Linked DNA regions of Mus musculus: all the other regions are linked to region 1. A link is a contact called in public Micro-C and promoter capture Hi-C data. All regions are on one chromosome and are shown on one strand. Each heading gives the region's core, a stretch centred on a gene start, on an enhancer-like site or on the middle of the called end of the contact. The rest is flanking DNA. Distances are from core to core; before and after follow the strand shown.

The links. Promoter capture Hi-C pulls out the DNA fragments that hold promoters and counts their contacts. A called contact is a pair of places that touch in the nucleus more often than the background predicts.
Region 2: a contact with region 1 is called in a Micro-C map of embryonic fibroblasts, with 8 times the contacts expected there. The contact joins the enhancer-like site here to the promoter of Inhba in region 1. A contact is called at or near these places in 13 of 39 promoter capture datasets (the 3T3-L1 cell line, 3T3-L1-derived adipocytes, the HPC-7 cell line and 7 more), 5 of 484 Hi-C or Micro-C datasets (cerebral cortex, embryonic fibroblasts and ventricular fibroblasts) and 5 of 115 datasets of contacts at active chromatin or transcription factors (the NIH/3T3 cell line, astrocytes, cardiomyocytes and 2 more).
Region 3: a promoter capture Hi-C map of second pharyngeal arch cranial neural crest shows a contact between it and region 1. The contact joins the enhancer-like site here to the promoter of Inhba in region 1. A contact is called at or near these places in 12 of 39 promoter capture datasets (the 3T3-L1 cell line, cranial neural crest, embryonic stem cells and 7 more), 8 of 115 datasets of contacts at active chromatin or transcription factors (the NIH/3T3 cell line, acute myeloid leukemia, astrocytes and 5 more) and 1 of 9 other capture datasets (embryonic stem cells).

The regions. Positions count from the first base shown.
Region 1 is chr13:16,009,310-16,013,876 of GRCm38.p6, reverse strand. It overlaps Inhba (inhibin beta-A), which reads right to left and starts at 2,026. Exons shown (of 5, transcript NM_008380.2): 1 at 1,787-2,026; 2 at 1,491-1,677. It also overlaps the pseudogene B230303A05Rik.
Region 2 is chr13:17,294,309-17,298,875 of GRCm38.p6, reverse strand. All of the region lies in intron 11 of Sugct (succinyl-CoA glutarate-CoA transferase), which reads left to right. Among named protein-coding and RNA genes, the nearest start is that of Gm25020, 91 kb to the right of the region's middle. Within about 2 kb of position 1,810, at least 25 of the 459 cell types and tissues checked have an H3K27ac peak or open chromatin away from gene starts, as enhancers often do. A contact at or near this core is called in embryonic fibroblasts and stem cell-derived neural progenitor cells, where this site is marked.
Region 3 is chr13:17,183,558-17,188,124 of GRCm38.p6, reverse strand. The region is part of intron 12 of Sugct (succinyl-CoA glutarate-CoA transferase); the gene reads left to right. Among named protein-coding and RNA genes, the nearest start is that of Gm25020, 20 kb to the left of the region's middle. Within about 2 kb of position 2,539, at least 74 of the 459 cell types and tissues checked have an H3K27ac peak or open chromatin away from gene starts, as enhancers often do. A contact at or near this core is called in acute myeloid leukemia, embryonic limb bud and second pharyngeal arch cranial neural crest, where this site is marked.

The DNA.
Region 1 (4,567 bases), core at 777-3,276:
ACATCATTTATCACCTCGGACTTGGGAAATGGTCTTCCTTTGCAAGTGAACTTCATAAGTATCCTGCCTAGATGAGTCCCATCCTAACTAGCAAAAACAACAGTAACACACACACACACACACACACACACACACACACACACCTGCATCTTTTCTTTAAAAGCTAGAACTTCAAGTCCAATCATTTGTAAACACTATAAATATGAGTTTAATGAAAAGAAGTGAACTCTCCTTAAAATAGAAGTAAAGTTAGGTTTGGGTTTTCTTTTGCCTGGGTCACACTGGCAGGGAGATAACATAGAGAGAGACGAATGCCCCGATAAGCACAGTGAAGAAGGGCTGTTGTTCTCGGGGCGAAGTACAGCTAAGGCACTGACCAGGTTCTTATGACAAGTTGGATAAAACGTGCAAAACTGGGGACTAATGAAAGCCATATGACCAGATATGTTGTTTCGTGTGCCGGATTTAAGATGCATAAAATAAACTTTTCACTGTGCCCATAAGCAAACTGTAGAGGCTCTGGTCTCCTGATGTGAAGTGGGGAAGGTTTCTTTATGACACCAGGAGCTGTCTGTGAAAGGGTCTCTCTTGAGGGCTTTCAAAGTGTGGATGCTAGCTATATGTGGGGGAAGGGGAGGGGCAAGGGGAAGGAGTATTCTAAGATCCGCATAAGAGAACTGAAGTAGGAAATAAAGTTGCAGGGGAAAATGACAGGAATATGGGTGGCAAAGACAGAAAGATAATCAGTGATAGTCATTTCCATTCCAACCCCAACCCCGGGGTGAACATAAACCTTTGGAAGAGAGGCACTTCCATGCTGTTTGATAAGAATCCCTGAGCATCTAAACTCATTTCTTGCCTCACACATAACTTCAGGGAAAGTCCCACTTGCACCCGAATGTAGATTGTAGACTGGCTTGGCACAGAAAAGTGCCCGAATCAGACCCCAGCTCCGGGGCGCCCTCCTAATTTAAACTCAAGCCTCAGTGTTTCCATCTATAAAGTGGGATGTATAATTTCAGGATCAAAACTCAGTGGTCACAAAAGAATGTTATTTCGGAGCATCCCTGTAGTTTCTTAAGCATGTGTGTCATAAGAATGTTCAAGACCCTGACTGCAGGGGCCGCCTCACACAGGGTCACTCTGAGACCCTGTTGGCCTTTGACACCCTGAAAGTGCCAACCTGCTAAGCCAGTCTAGCAGCTATGACGTAGCTGAATCTCCCCCAACCTCAGAGCTGGAACCACTTTGGGAAAGCCTCCTCTCCTCCATGGAAATCCAGGTGGGGGTGGTGGAGGAAGCAGGTAGGTTAAAATGCTTCTGTGGAATATTCTGGGCTGAGGATCAGCGTTTCCCAGCTGAATTCCAGGGCCCAGGGCGTGCGCTGGTCAGCGCAGCTCTGAGCGGGGTTGGTTTCTCTTTCACTTCCTGCCCCTCCCGCGGAGACTCCCTGCACCCAGGCCCTGTCCCTTTTCAGCTTGCCACCGTACCTTGAGCAGCACCTGCTGGCAGTTTCCAGGGATCACTCCCGAATGCGCAGCTCCAGCCCGGCTCGCGGGACGCCTGGACTCAGGGGCCAAGCTGGTCCAAGCGGCCGCCTCTATTTTTACCCTGAACACCAGCAAGGGCAACTTCGTTTAAAAGCGCAGCTCTTGATTTTTCCCCCCCTTTTGGCAGCTAAAGAATTCAGGGAGGGGAAAGAAAAAAAAAAAATCACTGTTCAGTGAGTGCAGCCGGGAATCTCTGATCCCAGCCCTCGGTGCCAGGGAATGTCAGGGACCAGGACCTGCAGTGGGGCTGCCGGTCTCCTGGCCAACGGAGGCGAGCGGCAGCTCAGGCCCCGCACCCGCAGACTGCCCCTTCCCGAGTGTAGAGTTCGGTCCCACCGACTACCGCACTGGCAGAGTGGCCCGCTGCCACCGCGCTCTGCACCTAGCGGAGGCGTTCTGATTTACTGGCTACTTCACAAAGCTCCAACTCCACGCTGGCCCGGTGCTGCCTGGAGGAGCAGCCACTAGCGAACCCCGGGAGCAGCTTGCTGTGAGGAGGAGCCCGGAGGGAAACTGGTACCTTATTTTACTGTAATTGCAAAAGAAGAGATGTGCCAGAGATTTATATTTAGAAGTTGTATGTTTCTACTTTTATGTAAATGGAGCAATTAGGGCCTGTCTTGTTTCTGCTAACTCGGATGCGTGAGCATTGCTGGGGAGCTGGTGTTTTCAATCACAATTAGTGAGCTGGTCAAGAAACAAAGTTCCTTTGAGGATAGAGCTCCTTTGTGTGGATGAGGGAAACCTGCGTTTCAGTGCTGGCCGGTGGCTTGTGGTGACACACATCTTAGGGGCATAGCTAACTCTGGACTAGTGTGTTTGCCCTGTGCAGCAGCTGGGCCCATATAAAGTTGGCAGAGATCAAGTCGTGAGAATATTCACTTTTCCTCTCAAGCAAACCGTATGTCCTTAAGCTTTCATGCAGGCTATTAATCGCTCTTCCCTCACTATCCCTGAAGCAAGGAGACAGGCTTGGAAAGGAAGCCGTTTTCCACGACTCTGACTCTGTGGTTAGCTGCTGCTCACAGATCCTGTGATTCAGTGAAACATGCAAGCCAGAGAATGTGGACACCTTAAGCAGGTGACTGACAAGTGTCCTCTGATTCAACTGAATGACAGGAGGCTGGTGGTTCAGAGGCACAGACAAGCTGCTGATAACTCAGGGTGTTTGGTTCCTTCCTATGAAAAATCTGTTTCAAAAAAAAAAATTCATGATTTCTGCCTGCCTTGCTGGGAAAGTAAACATGAAACGTGACTATAAAAATGAAAAGAACCTTTGAGGTGTTCTCATCAGCTACGTGTTGTTCTGGGCTTAAGGGGTGGTGGGGGGGGGGGGAAGACCTGGCCTCCTTGGTTAGGGTTACCCTCTCCCCCACAAGAGACAGCACAACATCCAGAAAACATGGGCAGGACTCTGAATGATATTTGCTGCAGTAAACTGTGGAAGTCCCTGTCTAACCATCCCATCAAACGGCTTTGGTAGAGTATGGGGTTGGCAAACCTGTCTGTTTCCTACAGGCCACAGCCTGCAACTAGTTTGGGCCAAATGTTAGATACCAGGATTTGGGCCAGAGATGGAGCGGCACTTTGCAGTCAAAAATCCAACTAGGGGGCTGTGTGCTTCTAAGCTAGAACAAGAATGAATAGTTCAAAACCGAACTGGAAAGGGGGGCATTCACATTGCTCTGAACTGTATCCAAAACAACAAATAAGAGACGGTTAACCCCAAACTCCCTGATTCCTAAGACTCACATTTTTTCTCAGAACCACCTGAGTATCCCTTCAGGCCTCATGCTGTCTATGAGGACCTGCCTTCAGGATATTGAAGACTGTCATCTGAACAGTGGCCCCAGATGCTACAGTTAAAAAATGGGAAAAGAAAAAGAAGGAAAAATTCCGTAAGTAAAGCGTTGTTGTTCACTCCAGAACAGCGGTTCTCAGCTGAACTGGTTTCTCTCTCCGGGACATCTGACAATGCGTTCAGCTGTCATAACCAGGAAGGAGGTGCCACTGGCATCTACTGAACAGAGGCCAATGCTAAGAGCTCTCCTACAATGCACAGCACAGGATGGTGCCCACGCTAGAAAAATTAGCAATGATTATACAGTGAGAAGCCCTGAGTTAGAGTCATGATTTTAAGATTTCACCCAATTCCCTTTCCATCTGTGCTGCAAGAGAACTTGGAAACCCAGACTATAACACTGGAAAAGAATCCAATTATGCAAAGTATTAGTGATTGAAGTGACCCTGCTTCCTCATGCATGCATGGTACCCAATGAGTAGAAACTCATATCAGGCAACAAATAGCAGCCTTGCAATCCCCACCCACATTCTCATATGCCCTCAGCACATTCTCAGCCAGTTTTTGGGTTAAACCAAGGGCAGTTGTGGTGGCAAGAAACAAATCTTGATGGGCTGACTCATACCCAATGTCTTCGAAGATAATGGACTCACTGAGAAAAAGTAAATGAAGAACTGGGTTCTTCACTTTAGCCGTTTAGTAACAGCTCCATCAATGCAACAGTGAATTCCCCAAAGTAAATTTTGCAAATATGAGATAGCCATACTTAACTTAAAAAGAGAGAAAGAGAGAAAGCTAATAGTTTTTATTTTTATTGCCTAGTACTCAAGGTAATGACATAATATTAATATCCAAAGAAATAAAACAGAGTTCTTGCCTAAATCATAACGTTCACTCCAAGCAACAAATGATCCTGCAAGTGCCCTTCTCATAAGAAAGTGGAAGGAAGGCTGTGGCCCTCCAGGTGCTGTTCCTATGAGAAGAGCCAGATATGATTGTGACAGACACAGAAAAGGTGTCATCAACAACAAACGATAAATATCAAAGACAGAAACAGCCTACAACAAGCCAGCTTAGGTATGAATACTGTTCAGGAGACAAGGGCTACTGTCCCAAGTTCATGGCTTAGCGTCTCAGTGGCTCAGGTCACCCAGAAAGGAGAGAGTAAGTCAGAGTTCATTTGTCAATGGACAGAGCCATGAAAGGACTGTCTTAG
Region 2 (4,567 bases), core at 561-3,060, 1.3 Mb before region 1:
TTTTCCTTTCTCTTCGTTTTCTTTTGGATATTGGCCAGGACCTAAGCTAACTTTTTAGACCCTTGGACGTTTTAGCTCTTTATCTTACGGTGCCTCCCTATTCCTCATCTTGCTGAACCTCCATACCTAGCCCCCAGGTCCTTGTGTTCCTGCTTTTTCATTCTGCCTCACCTCCAGGCAGCTACTGAGGTTTACAGCTAGACTGCCTGTGGTTTTTCTAGTAGGTGCTAATAAAATTGTCCCCGACCTTTCATCTGAATTGTTCTTAAGGTTTTGTTCTTATTAAGAAGACTAAGAACCCTGAGAGAAAGCTCAATTTCCCTTGTAACATTTAGTACTCAATACTGGACTCTCTTAAATTTGTTTACTTGCTCATTCACTCACTCATTTATTTTTACAAATATAGAATACCTACGACATACTAAGGACTGGCATAAAAATATAGACAAAATGCCCAGCTCCCTGCATGCTTGCAGACTTTCTAGAAGACAGTTCTTGCAGTTGTTTTGAGCATGTTTTTCATATAATGTTTTCTTTAAAAAAAAAAAACCTTCTTTTTGCTTCAAAAAATATTACAACTGGAGTGCATTAACCATTTATTGTCTTTTTAAATATATTAATATAAATGTTATATTTTTCTAGTATCTGCCAATCCCTCTTGAATTGGAAGTATATTTTTAGATCAAAAGTTACATCAACATGTGAATATAGCAGGGGTTTGCCTGTTGTCTATTATGAAAATAGGTACTTTTCTTATGTGCCTACATATATGCTCATCTTTAGAATATGTCAAACTAGGGCTGCATTTCTGAGAATGAACTAGCAGTACAGATAACTCTTAAAATAAACTAAAAATAAACTCTAGGCATGATGGACTCATAAGAAACTCAGTTCCTGCACTCAATTTGACACCCCAAACTGGGAACTGAGGCATTACCAGACTTTTACAAGTGTGTGCTCCTCAGTAGACATATGGATTTCCTACTGTGGTTCATAATCTTCCAAGAATTTTCCTTGGCAGTGACTATTTCCATCTTTGCCACAGTAGGATTCATGTGAAGTCTGCAGAATCAGGAATTCCCTTTGTACACAGTGGAATTCTTAGACTGCTCAAAGGGCCTGTGGGAGGTTTTCTTTGACTGTTCTCTTGGAGTACCTTTGGAGGCCTTCTCTGAGACTCAGCTGCCTGCTTTGGTCATCAAGTGTTTCTGTAGCCAGCACACACAGTTCCCTCCAGGCCTCTCAGGTGTTCCTAAGTCCCCACTGTGCCTGCCAGCAAATCGTTTTTTTTTTTTTTTTTCTTTTTGTAATATGGAAGACATTCCCCTTGAGCTTGCCATTTTATCCTGAGTGTTACAGAAACTCTGTTTACCCAGCTGCTAATGTTGAACACCAGGTAAAGCTAAAACTTATTAAACCTTAGCTAAAGCCCAAAGAGTCCAAGTTACAGATTGGTCCAGGTTCTGGCAAGCACAAACACATCCCATCTTTGTGATGCTCAGGAACAACAGACTCAACTTGTGTGACTTGTAGATAGGACCACAAGAGGGAAGTCTTTATGTGTGTTCAGTCCAAGAAAAGGGGGATGGAGACGATGTGTAGTAGTTTGGAGAGAAATATCAGGAAGCCCTGAAATGAGACTGAAGGAATGGAGAACAATGGCGAAAGTAGAAACAACATTCATAGCATTCCCTGCCTCCCTCCTGCATTACTAACATTCTTTGGCCTTTGCCTAGATACCCTGGTGCAGCAGACATTGGGGTGAAATGTGAAGCCTTGGCTTCTGAGGAGTTCCTGGTGTAATTACGAGAGCAAATACATAAAGCAGTGAATGACTCCACACTAGCAGTGTGTGGCTAGGGCCAGGGTGGCCAGTGTGCTGTGGAGCTTAAGAGAAGGGACTAAATGCTTCAGCCAACGTCAGCCAGGGAAGACTTCCTGGAGGCAGTTCCACTTGTCATGAATCTTGAAGGACAGATGGAGTTAAGTGGGGGAAGGAAAGGTTTTTTTTTTTTTTAAAAAAAAAAAACAGAAATATTTATGTGAGCTAATTTTAAAGACTCAAAAAAAAAAAATACTGAATGAAGAAAAAAAATGTGGTTTGGAATGACATGGGTATTAACTTTTAAACGCTGGGAAACTGTTACTAATGTAAAGCCAGTGTCTCTTGGATTCAGTCCAGAAAGTCATTGTTAAAAGTGCTGTGCTGCTTTCTCATGAGCAAAAGCAACAGTCTGCACAGTGCTCCAGCCATCGCTGGCTGATTCGATCCCTTAAATGATGTCTCAGGGGCAGGGCTGTGAGCTTACTTAATTTTAGAGTTTACTATAGTGAATCATTGTGAGATTAAATGTTCCATTTTAGGGATTTCTAAAAAGTGGTGATAAATGTTTTTGGAATTGAATTAAGAATTTATTTTTTAAAAATTCCTCTAATTATCTAATTGTCACCATGTTTTTTTTTTAAATAGATATGTACAAAATTTTTGAGGCTGGAACCTGGAACATAAATTCAGTGTTAAAAGAGGGACTATAAGCTCAAAGGTACCTGATTTAATATTAGTTAACCAGAATAAAGCAAAACCAGCAACACTGACATCTTGTGTGAGGTCCATGATCCCCATGCCAGGAGACTGAAGAGAACTTGAGGACACTCAGGTAGTTAGGACCTCACTCACTCTGACTAGGGTTGCGAAGCAGGCAGGGACTCAAACACATGCTGCCACACATAGGCTGTGTACAGGTAGGCAGCACACAGGCTTACAGACAGATACAGTCAGTGTGGCAAAGGCATAGCCTCAGTCAAAGGCCCAGGCCTCCCACCTCAAAGTCATATTTATACAGAGTCACACAAAAATGATGTTCTGTCAAAAGTAGTTATATAGCAGATTATAGTACTGTTGCTTTTAGAGTGTTCTGGGAACAGAATCAGCCATTTTGTGCTGACTCTTAAAAGTGTTTTTGAGCTTTGTTTCTCATACTCATTTGAGTCTCTGAAATTCAATACATGATCTTTCAGAGAATACAAGAGTCAGTGTACAACAGAGCTGTCACAGTAGAGTTGAATTGGCTAAATAGGGATGATTGCAGTGTTAAGGCCAACAAAGCCAAGGAAAAACTGTAGAGACTCATGCTCGTACAGTCAGAGAACCTAAACTGGAGGCCATGGTCTCCTAACGCTCATCTTGAACCAGTACTCTGAGTTTCCTGAGTCTCAGGTTTTTGTAAGTTAGGGACATGTGACAATGCCTACACCACAGTGAGCGCTATTACCAAGGTACAAACTGTGAAGCAGATTCCATTGTGTAGCATAAGCTACCCGCCCAGGCTGTTGGAAGATATATTGTTACTTTTGTATTATTATGACATACTTGAAAAATGACATTTTATGACCAAATGGACATACTTGACAGACAGCAAGAGAGGAATTATTTAAATGTTTGGTTTGAATTTTCAAAGCATTTCAGTCTACCACAGTAGAAAAAGTATAGTAGAATAGCTCTGTTCATGGTGATAGGAGAGTGGGGTAGAGGCCATTCAAATCGTGGAAAAGAAAGCAGAGAAGACAGGAAGCAGAGCCAGGGATACCTTGTAAATTTCAGACATTTTTAACTTGGGAAGCCATATTTCCCCAAAGAATCAAAAGCCTACTTAAAGAGCACTTCCAACTGGGATACACATTTAAAACAGGAGCCTATGACAAATATTTCAAACCATCACACAGAAATACCTCAATCTTCAAGAATCATCAATTATGGTATACCTTTATTTTGTTTTTTAGAGACAGGATTTTGCTATGTAGCTCAGGATAGCCTTGAACTCATAGTAATCTCATCTAAGTCTCTTGAGTACTAGAATTACAGCCATTGCCACATTGACCAATTCTGATAGTTTTTTTTAAAAAATAATTCCAGTTATAATCATTTTATTAAGTCACAAAGTTCATGTACTTGAGAGTTTTTTCTGCTTAACTATCATTACAATAATTAATTTTGGAAATTTTTATTTAATATAATAGTATTTTTCTGTCAATTAGAAATCTTGATTGGAATGATATAAATATAGTATTATTGTGTGATCTAATTTGGTTCAGTTGGCCTGGGCTTGTAGTTAGAAAATTTATTTCTGGATAACTTCAAAAAAATAAAAGTAGCTTTCAGGACTTAGAAATACATTTAACTTTGTACTACTTTACTAATGAGGCTATTCATAGGACTCAGTGTTTTTGAAACCCTTTGAATTGGGTCTTCATCACCCCTGGTCCATTCCCTTTCAAGGGACACTTGTTCCTTAGTGTGGGCGATGAATTTTGAAGTTTAAACACTTTACTTGAGTTACATTTGCAGCTATCTTTGTTCAAGAATGAAACACTTCAGTGTGTTCTTTAGTTGCTGGGCTGTTAAGTATCTACCTTTGTTTTCCCGTTGCTGTGATAGAACATTCTGACCAAAAGCATTGGGAGAGAACAGGGTTTATTTGCCTTACAGATTATAGAAGCCAAGTCAGGAACTCCTGTAGAAACTTGAACCTTCATTAGGAACTGAGGCAGAGACCACAGCAAATGCTAC
Region 3 (4,567 bases), core at 1,290-3,789, 1.2 Mb before region 1:
CTTTTTTTTCCCTTATAACTATTACCACATTTTTCCAACTTTTCTGTGTGGAGATAGGATCTTAAAATCTTTGTCCTTCTGTGTGCTGGGATTATGGGTATATAATACTATATCTAGTGATAACTCTATGATAGTTCAAATGCAAACATTCTGTATACAGACCTCAGTTTTACATCATCTTGTATTTTTTTTCATGTGTTAATTTTAGTCCTCAAGCTATGGATTTTTCTAGTTTATTTCATGTTTGTGTTTTTCAGAGAGTTTGGGGTTCACAGACAGTTGAGAAAGCCCTGTACCACACATCTGCTTCTCTATTCTCAAGAGCTCCACTAGAATGGTGCATGTGTTGCCACCAGGGAGCCTACACTGACCCATTTCTGCATCCTAAGGCCGTAGTTCATATTACCATTCATTTTCTGTGTGTGTGTGTTGTGATTCCATGTGTTTTGACTAATGCACAGTGATGTGTGTGTACCATTGTAGTTTCACATAAAATCATTTTACCCTTATAAAATTCTTAATATGCTTTCTATGTATTCTTTCTTTACTTGAGCTCCATCATGTCTTTTCTCTATTTCATGAGGGGAAAAACATATTTTTATATCTAATTATGAGAAAATATGAGATAATTAATTCAAGATGTTACTAAAACTTACTATCAGTTGTTAGAATATTTTCATGGAAATAGACTAAAACCTGATGAAATCACTAGGTAGTTTTGAGGTTTGATAAATTGCTTATAATAAATTGTACATGGGTAAAAGTTATCAACATTCTACCAACTGATATATATATATATATATAATTTCATGTAAATTATTGTTATTATAGATTATTGTAGTAACAATATGTAAATGATTCATATAAATAGTCTATAATATAACTCAGATCAAATTATTTTGGGTTTGTAACCATTATGCTTGCATATGTGTGATATTCTGGGAGGAATTATTTCATTTAAGTGATAGAGTGAATACGGCACTTGGACAACAACATTGACTGTTACTTCCTTATTTGGACTTTTACTTAATCTTACTTGATCTGATGAGCTGGACTTTCTGTATGATTGATGAATGAGTTATGAAGTGACAATATTAAAAATAGGATTCTTGTGATAAGAATAAACATTAACAAGAATTAAAATGATGACTGAATTGAAATTGACTATGAAATTAGAGCAAGCATTTTAGAAAGGCAACTGTTTGTATGAAGCCCATTCCAGGCCGACTCAGGAAACTACGGCATGTGTGATTCTGCTCAAGCTCTTCACTAGGTTTTCTCACAGTTTCTCACAGAAGTGAACTGCTGACTGTCTCACTTGATGTCTTTAAAAGGTTCCACAGTCTTGTTATGGCCCTTTCCTGCCTTCATTCTTTCCTGTCTTCTTTTCTCTGGACCACATGGAAGCATGCTCATGGCCTCTGTCTGTCTGTAGCCCACATCTCTGTATATACGTGATCTGTGACCTCTCTCAGTACCTCTAAGGCCTCTGCACTCAAGATAGGAATGCTCTTTGCCTACAAGCTTCTCTTCAGATCCTTCCCTAATTGCTTTTTTGGAAAATTTGTATTTTGATTACATTCTTAGTAAGGGTTTCAGCTTTGGGGTTAAAATTCTGCTTTTTATTATAAAGGAGTTAATGGAATTTTTGTTGAAAGTAAAGTTTTATTTATCTTCCTTTGGGATAGCCTGTCTCTGAAGGGAGAGAACTGACTCCTGCTGACTATGTCAGGAACAATATCATTCCTATAAACATCCCAACCTGTACCCACGTATAACTAGAAACCATTTTTAAGAAGTGGTTTAGTTAAATCACTAAAAAACAATCCAAAATAGAAAGAGAAATAAATATAGGTTGTGTTTGGTCACAATAAATATGGACAGTCCAGGCTGATCCATTCATTCTACGAACTCCAGAGGACACCATATGTGCTTGGTTTGTTGGTGGGAGGATGCCACAATTAGGCTTAGTTCAAAAAGTAGCTCTCTTGTTAGAGAGACAAACAGAAATGTGGTGACTGAAGCTGATTTCTGTTTATATGTGACTGATTGGGAGGAGAGAGAGAGAGAAGGGTGTGTGTGTGTTGCGAATGCAGATTCTGACTGCTTTAGGAGTATAGGAGCCTGGCCTGAGGCCATGATTCTCAGATAGCCAGGACAGTACAACAGGAATCATGAGATAAATAAACTTTTAGGGATCAGAATTACACCAAACTTGCGAGCTGAGGGAAGTCCTGCTAAACTCAGTCACAGAGCCTGTCAGAGTCACCATGCTGGTGACCTTTCTCTAACTTGAAGGATCCAGATTTTTTTAGAGAACCAAAGAATCTATGGGGTGCTGGAGAATCTCACTGGAAAGGTCATAGGCTGATATTCCCTAAGTCCTGTGACACTTTACCTTAACAACGTGACAGCAAAACAGGGACATCTGTTTCTGCGTGACTGCGGTGCGAACACATCGAAAAGGACAGGTTGGGGTTTAGTGCAGCCGGTGACTTGGGACAGATTTCATATGGAGAGAATTCCACTCTGTGTTTCTGAAGTCAAGAAAAAGAGGAAGTGCTTTTATGGCTGTGGCATAGGAGGCCCCTCTGCCCTTGATAGCGCTTTCTTTTTCTAATTTGTAACCATTTCCTGGCTGGCGTTCCGTTGCATGCTTTTTTCATCAGTTACTCAATGCTTCCATCAGTTAATGGCCTGACTGCACTCGGTGAGCCTGCAAGCAAGGTCTCCGCACCTGGGCTCCTCCTGCTAATACATCACACAGGGCCTGCTGAGGGCCTGGGAGGCCAGCTGGAACAGCTCAGCCCTATGCTCATCCGTCATGATTACCTCGCTTTAGGGGCTTGTCTAGCTTACTCCACTTGTTTCCTTTGTCAGCATGACTAAGATCAAAGTGCAAGAAGGATACTGAGATGATAACCTAGAACTTTGCCCAAACGGGGGCTATGATCTGGGCAACATCTTCCATCGCACTTCCCCTAAAGGCAAGGAAGGAAGGGACAAATTATGTTTAAGTATAGCTTTTCTTACACGGCCTCCTCTTAACTAACTCCACTTCGATTTGTTTCCTGAAGCCATCAGAGTTGTATTAATCAATTGGTTCAGGGATTTGAGATTTCCTGACCTAATCACAGGATTTGGGAAATCCTGATTTCTGTTTATGTGAAGCTGTGGTTGTGATTGCTGACTTTGTACCTGTTTGACCTCACCTTGTTTAGTCAGGATTCTGGCTTTAAGATGGTTCTAGCCATTCTGAAAAAGTGGGAAAGAATGTCTTAGGAACACCTGGAATTGTTGGTTTGTTCATTTCAGAACCCCTCTGTGGTAGGTGTGAATGCCACCCGACATCTGTGCACTGGCAGTTGCTTTGTCCCAGCTTTTAGTGTGTGGAGAATTTTAAAGACTGTTGTTCTGGGGTTACTAATGAATGTTTTCAGGTTTGTTGAACTTATCAGTATCTATTGCTTTCTCTTAAATGCCTCTTGTTTTCTTCTTCATGTACCTCTAGGTTTTCTCTTGTATGTTCTGCTTATGCATAGTTCTTTATTTAAACCTTCTAATAGAATTTCCTCATCTAAAAATCCATCTCTCCTACCCACTCTGCACTCCTTGACAGGGTAATTTACCCAAACTGCAAGTTCTATTTCTATTCCCAGGAGTAAGGACTTATCAACTTGACTTAAAATGCTGCCCCCATGTATTACATGGTCATAACTAGTCCACAGAGCCTGTCCCACAAAACTGCATTATTTCATAAGTCATGCTATTGGATGTTCCTTGTCTCTTCATTCTCAACAATTTCACTGTGGGAAAATATTATTTATTATTTCAAACTATGGTAGCTCTTAGTTCTCCTTTCTTGTCTGTTGCCATAGACAACTAGCCAGTCTTCTTATGAGGCAAGGTACATACTGAAGAGGTCAGCTCAGGGCATTTGGAAAATTCCACTAGACCCCTCCCTCCTGGAAGAGAAAGGTCATGGAGCATTAGGCACCCCTCCCCTCTAGAAGGGAGAGGCTTAATTACATTCCTCAGACCACAGAGGGTTGGGGGGACTGACCATTGGCCACCTGCAAGTGGGGGAAGCCCAGAACCTGTAGACACATTGTGGACCAACCATTGGCCACCTACAGATAAGGGAAGTCTTAACACCTCATTCCCTAAAGACCAATCAGTTTAAAAGTCACACTATTCTGCCAATCATATTGTGCCTAATGGCTGCTGCTCTGAAAACTGTATAAAAACTCGCCAAACATGCTGCACAGGGTCATTCTCTTTCCTTTGTGTGCAGGCAATCCCAGCATGCTGGAACAATCAAATTCATCTTGGTTTTGCATCGATCCCCGACTCTGAGTCTTTCACTCAGGGGGTCTCCAGTAAGTTAAGGCTTGCCAGAGTCTTACAATACTATAAGCCAGCCAACTTTCCAATAGAGGCCAAGGACAAAATCCCACAACTCTCAGGAAGTCTATAGAGATTATGGTCAGCCATTAATGGCCCAGCCTTCTGTTGATCAAAAAAGGAATCCAAGTCTCTCATTTTACCTTACTGAAAGGACCTCCTA